Linked DNA regions of Anas platyrhynchos: region 2 is linked to region 1. A link is a contact called in public Hi-C data. All regions are on one chromosome and are shown on one strand. The core of a region is the stretch at or near the end of the contact, and the rest is flanking DNA. Distances in the headings are between cores, read along the strand shown. Region 1 overlaps ZFHX3 (zinc finger homeobox 3). Region 2 holds the start of ZFHX3 (zinc finger homeobox 3).

The links. A called contact is a pair of places that touch in the nucleus more often than the background predicts.
Region 2: a contact with region 1 is called in a Hi-C map of F5 follicle, with 2.5 times the contacts expected there. The contact joins the promoter of ZFHX3 here to the enhancer-like site in region 1. A contact is called at or near these places in 4 of 8 Hi-C or Micro-C datasets (F5 follicle, liver, small yellow follicle and 1 more).

Annotation. Positions count from the first base shown.
Region 1 is chr12:509,148-511,847 of IASCAAS_PekinDuck_T2T, reverse strand. All of the region lies in intron 5 of ZFHX3 (zinc finger homeobox 3), which reads left to right. Among named protein-coding and RNA genes, the nearest start is that of ZFHX3, 140 kb to the left of the region's middle. Within about 2 kb of position 1,322, at least 5 of the 8 cell types and tissues checked have an H3K27ac peak or open chromatin away from gene starts, as enhancers often do. A contact at or near this core is called in F5 follicle, small yellow follicle and subcutaneous adipose tissue, where this site is marked.
Region 2 is chr12:644,544-647,243 of IASCAAS_PekinDuck_T2T, reverse strand. It overlaps ZFHX3 (zinc finger homeobox 3), which reads left to right and starts at 1,397. Exons shown (of 10, transcript XM_038185561.2): 1 at 1,397-1,536.

The DNA.
Region 1 (2,700 bases), core at 73-2,572:
TTGTTTGTACCATTTCCCAAGCTCAACACATTGATTTTATTAAATTAGTTGATATGGACTCACATGGTAGGTTAGTTGGAGTATTTATTCATTTCAATTGGACAGTAATATTCACACAGATTGATAGCTGGTTCAAGAACCATAAAAATCAGTAAATATAAAAGATTATCTCTTGTTTCCTTTGTAATTTAAAACAAACAAACATGATTTCCCACAGTTCTAAGCATGTAGTCTTCGACATCGTTCCTGGAAGAAAAAGTTCAGTGTTTTAGGGTACCACTTTGCAAACGTGGGGTCTTGCTGTGCGTGAGTTAGGGTGATTTCCTACGATCTACTCCCTGGGTCACAGTCAGGTTCCCTGTAACCTTTGGGACTGATCCATAACTTGGCTATTTGTGTTGTTGCTCCACTATCTCTCACCCAGCTGGTGCAGACCACTTTCTCTCCTCCATCACCTTTGTTCTTTGCTCACAAGCTAGCACCTTGTAGAGCAGCTTACAGAGCAGGTCCTTCAGGAGCCTCCAGGTGTGATGCCAAGGGGAGCAAGAGCTTCTCTGCTGATCTGCAGGGCAGTGGGGAAGGTCTGTGGTGGTCGTGATGGCAGACAAGGTGTCTCCACGTCCCCTCCATGTGTGCTTGTGCTGCTTGGCACCTTGCACCACGTTTTCTGGGCGCCCCGTGTTTGTGCTGAGGAGTTCTGTGGTGGCTTGGGCTCCTGGGTACTGTCATATGAATATTTTATAATAATTCAGTTGTTCAAGCTTACTGCAAGCTGCAAGGTATGACACAGCATTAGAAAAACAAATTACTTGGCCATTTTCAGGGCCATACTTCCGAAAGGCAACAATAAAGGTCTGGGTACAAAAGTGTGCTTGCAAATCTCTGTGTATTTACTTCTGTCTATCATACAATCACGTTATTTATCAAACACAGGTTTGAAAAAATACTGTAGAGCAACAGGCAATATAGAGTCCTGTTAGTATGGCTACAACATCTTATTAGAACGAATGGTACCTTCAGGGAATAAAGAATGTAAACAGACAGCGTTTCAGAGAGAAACATTCAACCATATATTATTAACACAAGAAGTAACAAACAGGCAGCACTGTAGCAGTGTTATACACCAAAATGCTGTTTCTGGGAAGCCTGAGCTGTGCTCTCACAGCTTTTGTGTCACTGGGGTCTCTCGGTGGAGTTACTTTCTCATATTTATTCTTGCCGTATTAATGCCAGTTGTGTTTCTGCTGGATAGCAGCTGTCTGAGGGGAAGGCTGAGCCTGAAGCACGGTGCAGCTTCACTCCAGGCTCCTGGGCTGCCACTCGTCGTGCTGTGGAGATAGGTCCGGACCACAGGGCCTGGCCTTCCCATCGCTCGTTCTACACAGATAAGAAGGTGAAGGCCATGCGAGCATAGAACAGATAAAATAATCCTCTCTGTTCTCAGAGTTCCCAGAGGAAAGCAAGAGCCGTTTTAAGGATGCTCCTCGGCGAGGCCTGCGCCGTGGCGACGCTTGTCACTGTGGCATTTCCAGCCACGGGGGTGTCCAGACGCGGGAGGCAGGTCTGTCTGGCCCAGAGGCTCGTGATGCTGAGTAGGAGCTCCAAGAAAACGTCAGGGAGAGCTCTGGGGAGGGAGGCGCCACCAAATATGGAATTTTATTTTCCATCGGTCGGTGAAAACAGCTCCCCAGTCCAGTCGAAAACTTTTTCCCAGACTGGCTGCTGAACTTAGGAGGAGGAGAGATTTTTCAGTAGGCTGGATGTGGGGGAGGGTGTTGCTTTTTAAATCAATGGAGATAGCAGAAACCCCACTGTAAATTTCTAGGGCAAGTGGCAGGCTGGTTTACGGAATGCAGGGAGATGAGAACCTCTGGCTTACGGAAAGCAGCATGAATTAATAATCATTTAATTGGCTTCTCCATTATGTTGCTGGGTTGGGAGATGGAAGTTTAGATGAAGGGGCTGTCAGTGGTACTTTAGCTGAAAGAATCTGATGGCTGGGTGTTGGGGGTGGTGACTCCCTGTCCACCAGGATCGAGAGCAGTCAGCTTTTTGGGACACTTACATTTTTACCTCTGGACCTTGCAAAAGAAAGGATCCCATTTCATCTATGAAATAACACCTGGGAGGTTTTCTCTGCTGAAAAGCAGAGGTTCCTGAGGAAGCATGGGAAGAGTAGGCTCTGTAGAGTGCCCCGGTGGGGCAGTGTGCTTGCAGCAGCACTGTCCTGCTGCACTTGGCTTTCAAGTGCATTTGTTGAGAAATGCAGATTTTCTTCTGAGGTCAGCCAGTCTGAGCTAAATCCACTCAAAGAGTCAAAAGAATAAAAGTACTAGTTGGTAAATTGTCACACATCATACCTTAAGCACAAATTCCTTCTTTGCTGCAAGGCCTTTACCTGTAAGCCTCATCTCACACAATTAGGGCACAGACACCGTGCTCCACCTTCTCCAGTGCTGAGCTGCGGTTGGAGGCAAAGCCTTTTTGACATCCTCAGTCCGGGACATTTGGTCCATCCAGTCCACTGCAGGCAGGGGTGCAAAGGCCCCACACAGCTGCCGGCGAGCTGGCAGGCAGCCGCAGCGCGTCTGCAGAGCGGGTGGGAGCAGCGTGTCCTCGTTTCTCCAGATAGAAGAGAGTTCTTAATTCCTCTGATCTGTGATGTGGACTGAATGTGTCACTTAGTGTATTTGGCTGTTT
Region 2 (2,700 bases), core at 148-2,647, 140 kb before region 1:
TTTCACCAAGGTTGGCTTGGAGAGGGAAAAGCTGCTGGAAATAAAAATTTTTTTAAAAATGTAAATAATAATTAGAAATGTCTGCAAACAGAAAGGGGAAAAAAAAATGTTACCGTAACACCAGAGAAGTATTTATTTAATCAAACCAGAGATTCTGTTGGGACTGGAGGAATGTTGCATCCTTTCCTAAAAAAAGGGAAAAAAAAAAAAAAAGGAGGGGGGGGTGGAAGAGGAGGGGGTGGGGGGAGAAAGGAGAAAGCAAGAAAGAAAAAAGGCAGAGGCACAGCCGCCTCCTGGAGTTCCCCATTGTCCGGGGCTATAGAGAGCCCCAGAATGGCATTAAACTCACAAAAGGCATATTGTGCAGGGGACAAAAAAAGCCCCTTCTTCTACAATAACTTTTAGCTTCTTATTTTTAGAAAATGACAAAGCTGTTGCCAGCGATGGCTGGTGAAACCTGTAGCCCGGCTCCCAGCGCGGCTGCCCGCGGCCGTATCGATCAGCTGTCCCGCTCCGAGAGGCGGCCGCAAAGTTTGCGGGGAGCGCGGCCCGGGGCCGCCCCGCACCGGGGGATGTGCGGGGCCGCTCCTCCGCGCCCGCCCCGCGCCGGGGGCGCCGCGGGGGCCGGGGCCGGGGCGCAGGCACAAAGTTGCGCTCGCCGCCGGCCGCAACTTTCCCGGCTCCTCCCGGGGAAACTTCGGCGGCGGCGGCGGGGGTCGTCCTCGCCCTGCCCTGCCCTGCGCGGGGCGGCGCGGCCCCGCCCGGGGCGCGGGGGCAGGTGGCCCCGCCGAGCGCCCGGCCGGCGGCGCGGTGCGGAGCGGAGCGGTGCGGAGCGGAGCGGGGCCGGCCGCGCGCCCCCTCCCCGGCCCCGGCGCGGCGCTGCGCGGAGCGGCGCGGAGCCCCCCCGCCGCGGGCTGGGGGCCGGCCGCTTGCCCCAAGTTTCGGTGCGGCGCCGCCGCCGCCGCCGCGCTCCCCCCGCCCGCTCCTGCTCGCTCGCTCCCTCCCCCGCCGCCTGGGCTGAATCTTATTGATCCAGAAGGTGGCTAATTAGCCCTTCCCGTCGTGCCTGGGTAATGAGGCACATGCGCACTGCACTAATCAGCCATTTTTTGCAGGAAACTAATTAGCAGAATAAAGATCCAAAGAGTTTTTTTTCTTCCCAATCATCAGATCTGAGTCCGGGCGCTTCCTGCTCCGGCGACCGCCAGCCCCGCCGCCCGCTCCGCTCCGCGCCGCGCCGCTCCGCCCCGACCCGACCCGAGCCGCCCGCCGCCGCCGCTGCTGCTGCCGCCCGCGGCCCCCTCTCTCCGGGGGGCTGCAAACTCCCCGACAACGATGCTGCTGCTGGGCAGCGGCGGCGGCGGCGGCGGCTCCCGCTCGGCTCCGGCTGCTGCCCCCGGCTCCCGCTGCTGCTGCCCCGGGCCCCTCCGCGGAGCGCGCTCCTGCCGCCGCAGCCGCCGCAGCCTGCATGGGATCTGTAGCCCCCGCGCCGCCGCCCGGGATTAAAAGCGCCGCCGCCGCCGGAGCAGCGACCGCGTAAGTGGCAACTTTTCTGCCCTGTCCCCCGCGCGGGCTCCTCCTGCTCGGGGCGCCCGGGCTGCTTTGCATGGGGCTGGTCCGGCCCCCCCCTCCCTCCCGCTCCCACCCACCGCCCCGGATCCCCCAGCAAACTTTGTGCCGCTCGCCGGCCCGGAGCCCCGCCGCCGCCGCCGGGGACGCGCAGGTGCCGGCGCCGCGGGGGCCGCTGCGCGCCCGCGGAGCCCCCGCCCCGCCCGGCGGCCCCGGCGGCCGAGAGCCGGCGGCCGAGCGGCCGCTGCCCGGCTTTGTGCGGCCGCGGGGCCGCCGGGCGGCGCGGAGCGGAGCGGCGAGGCGCGGAGCGGGAGCGGAGCCGGGCGGCGACCGACCCGCGCCATCTGCATAATCGATGGGGCGGCGGGCGGCGGGGCCGGCGGCCCGCGGGGGGACGCGGCCGGGCGCGGGGCCGGCGAGGCCGCGGGGCGGAGGCGGCGCTGCCGCCCGCCGGGACCCCCCCCCCCCGCCCCGGCGGGACCGGGCGCGCGCGGGGGGCTCCGCGCAGCCGGGGCCGCGGAAAACAAAGGGGCGAGGAACTCCCGAGCCCAGCCGAGCCGCCCCGGGCCGAGCGGCCGGCCCCGCGCACGGACCCCGGCGCCCGCGTGGCCCCGTCCCCGGGACGTGCTCCGGAATAGAATTGCAAATGAGAGTAATTATTATTTTTATTTTCGGCGGGCAGGCTCAGTTTTGGAAAGAATGCGGCTAGGGGGATGGGAGAGGTGAAGGCAGCAAACGCCACTGTAGGCCAATCCCCCCTTTCTCAGTTTCAGTTTTTAATTACTTAATGCCGAAGCGCACAGCGCGTATCTAAATATTTGCAAATGCTCTTTCCTATTGATTCCTCTGAATAAACTGCTCTCCTCGCCTTCGGAGGGAAGGCGAGCCGTACTCTTCTGAAACTAAACCTCAGAGGAGAGTATGTGCTTGTGTGGGGGGACACGTACGTGTGTGTGTATATGCGTATGCATGTAGCACGTACACATGTTTTTTTAAAGTGTGAATTATTTATAAATTGGGTTTGGGGTTTTCTTTTTTTTTCTGAAATTGCTAAACTCCTTTCCCCCGCTCTTTTTTCTGTCCGTCCCCCCCCCCTTTTTTTTTTTTTTGACTCTGAGAAAGGTCTGTTTC